Linked DNA regions of Mus musculus: region 2 is linked to region 1. The links are chromatin contacts, called in public Hi-C maps. All regions are on one chromosome and are shown on one strand. Each heading gives the region's core, a stretch centred on a gene start, on an enhancer-like site or on the middle of the called end of the contact. The rest is flanking DNA. Distances are from core to core; before and after follow the strand shown. Region 1 overlaps Gng12 (guanine nucleotide binding protein (G protein), gamma 12). Region 2 holds the start of Tacstd2 (tumor-associated calcium signal transducer 2).

Region 1 (5,648 bases), core at 1,923-4,422:
ATTTTATACAAAGCACTGCAGTATTAATGGCAGATTCCTAATGGTGGCTTTACTAGTGGGGACAGACATCTAAAAAGAGAGAAAGATACTGATGGCTGTGTGGACATGTGCATGTGCTCCTTCCATGACAGGAGTGGCAAGGAAGGTCAGGGTGAAGATGGGTGTTGAAAACGGAGATCAGCCAGTTCTAGGGACCCATCTAGTTCACCAGAAATTCTAGCTTCCCAGGACCCACTGTCACCTCTAGATGTCCTTAGAGGAAGAAGATGAAAGAAAAGAGAGGGGTTCCCTAAGAATTTGTCTTGGGTGAAACACAGCCCATCAACTTGTTCTGGATGAAGCCTGTTGGGGTCTCTAGAAGCCTGAGGCAAAAAAAAAAAAAAAAGTTGATGATACTCTCATCTTTTGCCTATATAAAAGCGAAATACTAAAGACAAAATATTTAAGAACTTCCTCAATAGTTATTAATGCCTCTGCCAAGTGTTTTAAAAGCTAACAATAACTTACAACATGTCCATTTTCTTTTAAGGAAAAACAGTCACAGAGAAGCACCTGCCCCGACATATGAATACTACAAGATCTCAGCAGTGCATGTATGTCCTCAGGCGCTGATGTGCACCCAAGGTTCTGGAGAGAGGAGGTTATGGAAAAAGCAAACACTAAAGCTATCACTAAACAGCACCACTGTGTCTGTCACTTGGGGGATGGAAGTACTGCAGTCGAACAAGGATAATGGGTGAGACTTTTCCTACAGATGCTCTCCATTTATAAAGCACACAATCAACGCTGAACAACTGGGCCATGGCACTGTCCCATCTCTTTAAATGATGAGATTACAGGCCTCTGCAACACTGGCTTATTTTGAATTCTTCTTTGAATACACAGAAAGTAGAGCTGTGGTAAGATTACTCCTTAATTTAATTGTAACTAGAATCTGCCCTCCCCCTCCCCCTCGGCATTTGCTAGTAGTAATACCAACAACTTAAAGTAAACTGATTTTGTTTTCAAGACTCTAGATATATGTATTCAGTTCACAGTTGAAAGTTCCTGTTTTCTGATTGATCACCTTTTTATCCTTGACAAATTCTTTTTAATGTTTGTTTTATTTTTTAAATTGTTCGTGAGTGCAGATACCTGCTAAGGCCAAAGGTTGGATCCCTTGGAGCTATAGTTCCCGGCAGGTATGGGCCACCTGGTATGGACAGTAGGAACTGAACTAAGGTCCCATGAAGAGCAGTGTATGCTCCTAATCACTGAGCCATCTTTACAGCCTCCTTGGTAAAGTCTTAAAGAGGGAGACGATGCACAACACTAGTGATAATTTGATGTGAACCACAGCAGTGGTAGGTTGTCCTAACTGTTCACTATTGTACTGGCTGGTTTTATGTGTCAACTTGACACAAACTGGAGTTATCAAAGGGAAAGGAACTTCAGTTGGGGAAATGCCTCCACGAGATCCAGCTGTAAGGCATTTTCTCAATTAGTGATCAAGTGGAGAGGGCCCCTTGTGGGTGGGACCATCTCTAGGCTGGTAGTCTTGGGTTCTATAAGAAATCAGGCTGAGTAAGCCAGGAGAGGCAAGCCAGTAAGTAACATCCCTCCATGGCCTCTGCATCAGCTCCTGTTTCCTTACCTGCTTGAGTTCCAGTCCTGACATTCTTTGGTGATCAACAGCAATGTGGAAAGTGTAAGCTGAATAAACCCTTTCCTCCCCAACTGCTTCTTGGTCATGTTTGTGCAGGAATAGAAACCTTGGCTAAGACAACTGTGTACTTAACAAATATGAAATGTCAATTTAATGGCGTCGTAACCATTTCACTCTTTACCACTATAAACGGGTGTCCAATTCTAAGCTTCTAATAATACTCTCAAGGCATGCAGAAGGAACATTCTATGCTTGGGATGGTCTGTGACAGTCATTCTCTAGTCCTCCTCCAGGGGGCGAGGAGAGCCAGTGTTGTACTGGAAAAGTCACCCTCACATTGATTTTCCCAAAGGGTTTTCCCCCCATCCCTTTTCTGCTTAGTACATCTCACTCAGACTGATGAGCAAAGTGCTTTAGCTCTTTTATGCAGAGAGAGGCAAGAGACACTTAAGGCCGAGAGAGATCGAGTACACGTCAGCACGTATCTGTACAGTCTTGCAGGCTGGATGGTTCTCCTAAGGCTTGGGTCACGGCTTCCAAGGCTCCTTTCTAAGGCCTCCTCGGTAGAGCTTTTGGTCAACCACAGATGCACGGGAGGCCTGAGAGTGAAGGCCTCCCTTCATGGGGTAGTGGTGGGACTTCATCATATCATACAAGTGCTTGGTGGCCACGAGTGACTCTGGCAGCAGTTCTCTGCAACCTGGGCTGTCTTCCCTTCTTTGGAAGAGTCAGGAGTCCTCACTGAACAACCAGGCTTAGCCCCTACCTCCTGCCAAGAGCCTGCTGTAGGCTGGGGGTTGAGTATGCTGATGACCACACAACAGGGCAAAGGGAAGGCCTGGAGGTGGGGCAGTCAGTCCTGCTACACTTACTTACACTCAGATCCAACTTTTGTAGGTTCTAAGTTTTACATTACCTTGAGAGTCTTCTTTAAACAAAGACTACAAAATTAAATCCAGTCCTGTTTATATATACTGAAGTCAGATGATCTGAAAGTTAGGGGATCATTACAAGTTTGAGTATAGTCTGGTCTACCGAGCAGACCCTGTGTCAAAAACAAAAAAACAAAACAAAAAAATAACCAAACAATGCAAAATTTGCCAGGTCTCTTGAGCTACAGGAATGGGAATGGTTGACTGCTGCCACCATAACTGAGACTCAGGAGGAAAATCACTGTCCTGGGCCCTGCTTGTGGACAAGGTTGAAAAGGCAGACAAGGTATGCCTATACATTTTTTCTTCTTCTAAGGCCACTCAGAGTAGACTACAGGTTTGTAAAAAGAAAAAAAAAGGTCTTATGACCTCAAGTGTAGGTTAGATACTCACTAAACGTTTGGTAACCAACCGTTTAAAGTGGTCTACTCTACGCCACAGACCCATCTACCGCTTCCCTTTTTGCAACTGCCTAGTCATATTTTATCTTCCAAATAAAGGAAGACTGTTGCTCAAAAGGTGTTGTCAGGACCAGCACAGGCATGGGTTTCTTGCTCATCTGGTTATTCATTCACCAGAAGAACACAGGCATGTGTTACAAAACAGACTACGAAACTAGCTCAGCCCAAACCAGTGCATACACTCCCTGTACGTACTACAGGACGACGAGACTGTAGCTCCATCTACTTTGGGCTGCCCAGGGTGGGGGTGGGGGACTGTTGGAGTGAGTGCCTGCCACATGAAAAGGCACCTTCCCGCTTAGCCTGTCTGTTCCTGTCTGCACTGGGCTATCAGCACATGGTTCCAAGTCCTGCTTTCCCCGTTCTTCCCAAGGGAAGTCACACGCTCTGCTTAGCTTCCTGTTGGCACCTGTTCTTTTACGGAAAGAAAGCAAAATAAACATCTGCACTTAGAGCAGTTATCTAATATGGCTGTAAATATGTATTTTCCTAATCCTTGTAAAAAAATATATACACAATCTGGTAGCAAAATCACTGTCTCATTTTAACAATGAAATGAGATCTAAAAAACGGAAAGCTGTTTAATTAGGTCAATGTGGCTGCTTTATATATGTACTAGTTTGGTAACTAAAAGCTTCTCAATTGCCAAATGTTCTTCCTCAAACAAAACAGACAGTAACTTTACACATAAAAGTGCCTTCGGGTTGCTGTTCATCGCTTGTCACAAGGAACAAAGCATTGTTCAAATGCATGTCCATTTGCATTTGATACCGCGACAGGAAACAACGGCCATCATAAGCGCAGTGCCAGTGTGCCGGTGCCCACTCCAAGCACTGTAAGCTTTCCTTTTCTTTCCATGACACTGGGTGCATTATCCCCATGAAAATGACCCGATCTAGGTTACATGGAGGAAGTTAATCCTTACTACCTAAGCTCTGAGTTCTCACACTATATGACTAATGAACTTCATAACACCGGCATTTTTTAAAAATAACACTATTGGTTAAGAGCACATTGTTCTTGCAAAGGCCTCCTACCTCCAAAGTTTGGAAGTTCACAGCCATATGTAACTTCAGGGAGATATGGTGCCTATGAACCTCTAAGGATACATGCACATATTGACAGACAGACAGACAGACACACACACACATACAAACACACACACAGGAGAATTTTAAAAGAAAATAATTTTTAAAAGGAGAGCTCTTTATACAAAAACCTTAGATTGTATACCTTTATGCCTCAAAATTTATTCACAAAATATTAAATGGAACCTAATAAAAGAATGACACTATTAATCTGTTCATATAAAAGACTGAGTCAAAAGATATAATTACTACTGTCCTTTTTCAAATTAAATTTATTATTTCTGCTATGTGTTATCATCATTTGTAAAGAGGATACAGACCAGCAGTATAAGAAATATCCCTGAGTAAGCTAGTAGCTATAGCTAACTTGGACTCTGACTGAAGACAAAAAGAGAAACCAAGAAATTTGTCTGAACATTTCAAATGCCACAGAAGTGATAAAGACCTAAGTCAAATGGTAGTCATTGCCCCAAAAGACCTGATAAAGTCATGCAGTGCTGCTGAGTACTGAGAATTGTAAAGCAATTAAATACTTGCCAAAATTGAGCTTTTTCTATTTGATTCAAGTTCCATTTTACAATTTTTTCACATGTTCTCTGTCTCATTTATTTGACAAATAAAATTGTATAAATTTGATGTATATAGTATGAAAAAAATAACACTATTTATCCGTGTGACTGTGTGCGGCATATGTCGGCACATTTGTGGAGGTCAAAGGACAATGTTCAGGAATCACTTCTCACCGTCTATGTGGGTTCTGGTAACAGAAGTTAGGTTACCAGTTTTGGTAGCCAGTGCCTTAATCTACTGAGCCATCAACCCAGCCCAAGACACTTATTTTTTTCCAAAGCATATACATATTTTAGGTTACTCTCAAATTCCTGTTTGATTTAAACAATCTGATGAAGTGGTCTACTTTAAAAATGACTTTAAAAGTTTTCAAAATGTCACCCTAGCCACATATAACTCATCGTAGCCATGTATAGATAACACTTGAAGCTGCAGAAGGCTGAGTACTGACTACAGAGAAGGAGGCTGTTGTCACGAGCAGTGCTTCCTGTAGTGGAGTGATCATATTATGGAAGTGAATTATCTCACGGGCAGATGAAGCAGCTGAGACTCAGCATAAGTCCCTGTTCAAGTGGTTCTGTAACTGAAGGCGGCACAAACCTCTGGCCTCTTAGTCCACCATCCTCTTCCCTCCTTCATTACTGTTTGAAACAGAATGGCCCCCAAAGACTCATCTATTTGAACACTTTGTCTCCATTTGGTGGCAGTTTGGGAAGAATTAGGAAGTGCAGGCTCATTGGAGGAAGTGTTTGACTGGGGGTAGGCTTTGGGGTTTTGAAAGACAGCATTAAGTTGGCCCTCACTGTTTCCTGTTGGGTTGGAAATGTAATGTCTCAGCTGCTGCTCCAGTCACCTGCTTTCTCTGCTCTGCCTGCATGAACTATCATCACTATTAAACTCTAGACCTGAAACGGACTCTTCTTTAAGTTGCACAGGTCACAGTGTTTTAACA
Region 2 (5,648 bases), core at 1,931-4,430, 580 kb before region 1:
CCACTAACCCTAATTACAACCTAACCCAAATGAACTAAACCTTAACTGTAATCCTGACAGTAATCCCTAAAAACAAACCTTAAAACTCAAACCTTAACAGTAACTCATTCTCTACTCCTAACCCTAATCTGCCCAAAACCTGATAACACTAACCAAAACTGAAGCCTACCCCTAACTTTCCAACCATAACTCTAAAGTGAACTCAGCCCCAACCCTAAGTCAACACTGACCCAATACTTTACCCGAACACTAAACCTAATTCTATCTCCTAGCTTTATCCCTAATCCCCAAATACCAACCTTAAACATAACCCCCACCCAAATTGTAACACTAACCTGAACCCTAACCACTAAATTTAATACTAACATGTCTTAACGACCAACCAGAAACTCTAAGCCTAACATTGAACCTACTAAACATAAAAAGGCCATTCCAAACCCTAATCCTAACTCTAATCTCTAAAGCAGTCCTTCATCAGAACATAGTCTCCTTTTCTACAGGCACAAGACTATTAAGATTCTGTGTTCAGGCATACATGTAGATGCAATCTCAGGGCGCCATTATCTAGTCTTCCTTAAAACTATGTATTTGGAAGGTGGACTAAGGTAGGGATGGTAATCAAAGATGTCACATGTGGTGATATTAATCTCTCCCAGGTCATAAACACTTAAATAGTTCACATGTACACTCTAGGGAGTGTCATATCAATATTGTGACATTCTGGACACAATTCACTGTGAATTAAACACGCAGTACCTAGTGCCTCCTGTATACTCTGTGCCAGGGATGCAGTAATCTGGCATGGCTGCTGCCCCTTGTAAGCACTGGACAATCCTGAAATGATGGGAAACTTTTGTTAAGTATTTCTACATTACAATAAAAACACAAAGAAATTAATCAAGCTAGCACTTGATTTTGCTTTTAATTAGAGGAAGAGAGAATCCGAGCTGGATCGGTTTGTGCCTGTTGGAGAAAGCCTGGTAGGACCAGCTATTAACGAAGGGAGCCAGGGGATATGAAGGTCATCTTTGCTCACTCTAGCTTCACATTGAGAATACCAGGCTTGGATGCCTGCACTTCCACTCCTCCCAGTACGTAACAAAATCCCATGAGGTAACTAAGTAGTCAACACATGATTACCTATATGTATCAGCCCTGAGACTGCCTCCCCACTAGCTTTCCTCCATATGGCTTGGGACTCAGGGGAATGAAAATGAGGTGGTATTACAAGTAGATAGTAGATTGTGACCACCCAGCAAATCACTTGAAAAGTGAGGAGATGGGATAATTTTTTTAACAGAATATAACATTGTCTTGGAGTTTACCAAGCTTTACCATTCACTGCCTTGTATATTTAGTTTGATTCTCAGGAAAAAAAAAAAATCTAAGAAACAGAGCCAGAAACTGATGTACCCAGTTTACTCTGGGCAACAGAGACCCAGGAAGGGTAATTTTTTTTTTTTTTTTTTTTTTTTTTTTTTTTTTTTTTTTGCTAATCCTAGGATGCAAAAAATAAGGAAGTAAAAGCAAAAGACATATTCCTGAGTGGATGTGGGAGGGATGTATCAGAAAAAGCTTCCTGAAAGTAACCAAGGAGTTGAGCAGAAAATCACAATTGTATACTGAAACAGATAAAGAAAAGGAGATTCTAGGTACCAAACTCTGCAAAGGCTGGTGGACGTCTGAGAAGTTTGCAGGGATACAATGATGATGGCAGTAACTATGACAGCAGTTGGCACTGTGCACCAGTTCATAAAATATGAACTCTGTTCTTAGAGCCAAGATGTCTCCTTACCTGTACATACACACACACACACAGAGAGAGAGAGAGAGAGAGAGAGAGAGAGAGAGAGAGAGAGAGAGAGAGAGTATTCTCAACAAAAAAGAAGATGTGCACACATTTGTGCTTTAGATCTTTCTCTGAGGCAAGGTGGGTGGAAGCTGGACAGGATAAGCTAGTTGTTCAAGAGACAGTGGGGGTAGAAATCAGAGGTGTGTACCGAGATCTCCTACTGCTATTGGGTAAGCATTTGTCCCTCGTGTCTCGACTTCCTCTGTCTGTAAAGACAAAATAATATGTTTGTATCTGTCTGCCTCAGGAATTGCTTGAAAATTAATGGTGCAGAGAGGCCCAACTGGCTACCATGAGTCAAATGACACCCTTGTTCAGTATTCTAGTGGCGTACATTAAATGCTGATATATATAAAATGTATTTTGAAGGTGGGCCTGGAAATAATTATAGTTTGTTAATTATTGTTAATTTTACCACAGCTTTGAGCGGTGGACTTTCTCTAGATTCTAAAAGAGAGTGTCGCTCCTTCATCCTATTAAAGAAGCACAGTTTCTCACAGGCTCCCTTCTCTCGTTATATCATTCAATACAGGGAAAGAAAATAAAAAATTGCCTCTCTTAGAATCAAATTGTACATCTCTCCTAGTGGACTGGCTTACTCTACAATTTTTTTTCTTTTCATTTATCTTACACAAGTACAGGCATATGCATTGTTCAATAGGACTTTTCATATGTGGCACACCATGACAACTGGATTGTGCTGTGCAGGTGATGTAGCAATAGAATTGTTTTAACTAGCCTGTCTTCAGATGCTGCAACATTTTGTTTTTGTAAATACTCATTTATAGTTCTTAAAGCCAAGCAGAAAGCCCAGGGAGAATCCTGGGAAATCAGTGGCTGGGTGACTTCAGGTCTCCCTGCCTCAGCTGCACCATCTCACCTAGAATAGGGTTTACAGACAAAGGCATGTGATCAGGTTTATGTCAGTGAACTGTTTAACTGTGTTATAAGGTGTTCTGGAGCAAGAAGAGAGGGAAGGAACGAAACTGAAGATAGGAGTTGAGAGAAAAAGAAGGTACGGGATTATGGGGTCTGGAATTGTAGGGACGTGAGAGTCGGGAGCTGGGCCTCTGGAGAAACTCCTGAGGTGCACTAGGAAAGGTGGGACGCCCTGGTTCTGAGCTATGAGGAGGGGTGCGGCCAGGTAAGTACTGGTTTCCTCTATGGGGTTTTGGTCAGCAGATGGCAGGAGCAATCTCCCCTGCCTGATTCTATCTCAGGCAGCTCAGGGCTGCCGGCTTCTTCCGCGGGACCTGGGAATAGGGAGCGCCACCCAAATTCCATTGAGTGAGTCACTAGCTAACCAGTCCTACAGGTACAGGAGCTTATAAGAGCTGGAGGGAAAAGCCCGGCAGGAGTCGCCTGCAGTGTCCTACCCAGCCTGATCCTTCAGAATCCCTGCCTCTGGTCTGTAGTTGGAGGTCCATTCTACTCCACCCCACCATGGCGAGGGGCTTGGATCTAGCACCGCTGCTACTGCTACTGCTGGCGATGGCGACCCGCTTTTGCACGGCTCAGAGCAACTGTACATGCCCCACCAACAAGATGACGGTCTGCGACACAAATGGCCCAGGCGGGGTCTGCCAATGTCGGGCAATGGGCTCACAGGTATTGGTCGACTGCTCCACGCTAACTTCCAAGTGCCTGCTGCTCAAGGCGCGCATGAGCGCCCGGAAGAGCGGCCGCAGCCTGGTGATGCCGAGCGAGCACGCGATACTGGACAACGATGGCCTCTACGACCCGGAGTGTGACGACAAGGGCCGCTTCAAGGCGCGCCAGTGCAACCAGACCTCGGTGTGCTGGTGCGTAAACTCGGTGGGCGTGCGCCGCACGGACAAGGGAGACCAAAGCCTGCGCTGCGACGAAGTGGTGCGAACCCACCACATCCTCATTGAGTTGCGCCACCGCCCGACCGACCGAGCCTTCAACCACTCTGACCTAGACTCCGAGCTGCGGCGGCTCTTCCAAGAACGCTACAAGCTGCACCCCAGCTTCCTATCCGCGGTACACTATGAGGAGCCCACCATTCAGATAGAGCTTCGGCAGAACGCGTCGCAGAAGGGCTTGAGAGACGTGGACATCGCTGATGCCGCCTACTACTTCGAAAGGGACATTAAAGGCGAGTCACTGTTCATGGGCCGCCGCGGCCTGGACGTGCAGGTGCGTGGGGAACCCCTGCATGTGGAGCGGACGCTCATCTACTACCTGGACGAGAAGCCCCCCCAGTTCTCCATGAAGCGCCTCACCGCCGGCGTCATTGCCGTCATCGCTGTCGTCTCGGTAGCGGTAGTGGCTGGTGTGGTGGTCTTGGTGGTCACCAAACGGAGGAAGTCGGGCAAATACAAAAAGGTGGAGCTTAAGGAGCTGGGGGAGATGAGAAGCGAACCTAGCTTGTAGGTTTCCTGTAGGATGCCCCGACTTCCTCGGCACCTCAGACCAGATGGGTTGGCCTGTTAATTCTCAGTCAGGAGGTAATTTTCCTCCCAGCTTTGACCTCTTCCTTCTCTCTCCACAAACAAGTTCTCTAGATGCTGAGCTCAGGTCACCTCCCTCGCCCTTGGTTTTTTAAGGACGCATTTCTGAAATTCCTTGTCTAGTCACTGGAAACCTGACCGGGAGAGTTAAGCAAAGGCTAGATAGCTTGGTTAAGAAGCTAGTGCCAGGCAGCCCACTTGTTTCCCAGCGACTTGAATCTACCCAAAGACTTAAACGGTTTGAAATGGGAAAGCGGCGATTTGGCTATCCGGGTTGTTGGTGACCCATTCGCTCCCTGCCTCCCAACCTTCAGGAAAGGAAGAGCAGTTCACTCACTAATTGATCCTGCGCAGTGTTCATCTGCCATCGTTTGTATAAGAAAAGGCATTTCCAACGTCTGAAGTCATTTTCAATGTCTTTGTTGGACTGCATCTATTTTTCTGCTTGTCCTTGATGTAGCTGATCCTAGAGAGTTCTCTTTTGTAAAATGTTTGTACAGATGTGTCTTTGATAATGCTGCTGTTTTTTAAAACAACAACTCGAGTTTAATAAAATATGGGAAAGGCACACCTAAAAAGATAGGCTGTGTGAAAAATCCCTCCAGATTTATATCATTTTATTGTTCTCCTTTGTCTAATGCTTGAATTTTATATTTTAAATTCTAATGCTTCCTTCCTTGTGAAATCCTAACATTTACTGTTGATACTCTGGTGTTTCCTAGAGACTGGGCTAGTGTGCTTGCCTCGCATCTGACCCGGCCCTCGGTCCCATCCTCAGCAGTGGGTAGAGGGAAAAATGTAAACTTTGAGGTTGCTGTTCCTTTGAAGGAAGTTGCTAAAACTAACCGCCTTCAGATCTGAACAGGAGTGGGAGATGGACGCAGCCTTTGCCTGCTTATTAACAGGCACACCTTCCTTTGTGGGTTTTAAACCACGTGAAGGCGCAAAGCCCACCCCCACCCCCCACCCCCAGCAGTCCTAGGATATAAATGACTGGGCAACTTCAGGTCTCTGAGACTCATCTTCTGAAGAGTAGGAATGAGAGTCTGCTTTTCTTTTGTGAGGGCACACACTTTCTGGCGACAGATTGTATAAAGGCTTGCTATTGGGAGTTGGAGGAAGGGGGGAGGCAAAAGGGAGGAAAAACCTAAAGGTAGAAGTTGGGAGAATGAGAGAAGCATGGGAGAATGAGGTGGGGTAGCAGCTCTGGATACTTTCCTGAAATTCTAACATTTACTGCTAGTTCTCCAGTGTTTCCCAAGAGGTGAGAGGTGTAGTTGCCTAGCAATGGAAGCCGCGAGAGGTGGAGCCTAGGCGGGCAG

What was found. A called contact is a pair of places that touch in the nucleus more often than the background predicts.
Region 2: a Hi-C map of erythroblasts shows a contact between it and region 1, with 4 times the contacts expected there. The contact joins the promoter of Tacstd2 here to the enhancer-like site in region 1. A contact is called at or near these places in 7 of 39 promoter capture datasets (cranial neural crest, embryonic stem cells, hippocampal neurons and 3 more) and 4 of 484 Hi-C or Micro-C datasets (cardiomyocytes, embryonic stem cells, erythroblasts and 1 more).

Annotation. Positions count from the first base shown.
Region 1 is chr6:66,951,750-66,957,397 of GRCm38.p6, reverse strand. All of the region lies in intron 3 of Gng12 (guanine nucleotide binding protein (G protein), gamma 12), which reads right to left. Among named protein-coding and RNA genes, the nearest start is that of 4930597O21Rik, 30 kb to the right of the region's middle. Within about 2 kb of position 3,172, at least 102 of the 459 cell types and tissues checked have an H3K27ac peak or open chromatin away from gene starts, as enhancers often do. A contact at or near this core is called in erythroblasts, granulocyte-monocyte progenitors and pre-B cells, where this site is marked.
Region 2 is chr6:67,533,354-67,539,001 of GRCm38.p6, reverse strand. Tacstd2 (tumor-associated calcium signal transducer 2) reads left to right here and starts at 3,180. Exons shown (of 1, transcript NM_020047.3): 1 at 3,180-4,943. The coding sequence starts at 3,296. The coding sequence ends at 4,249.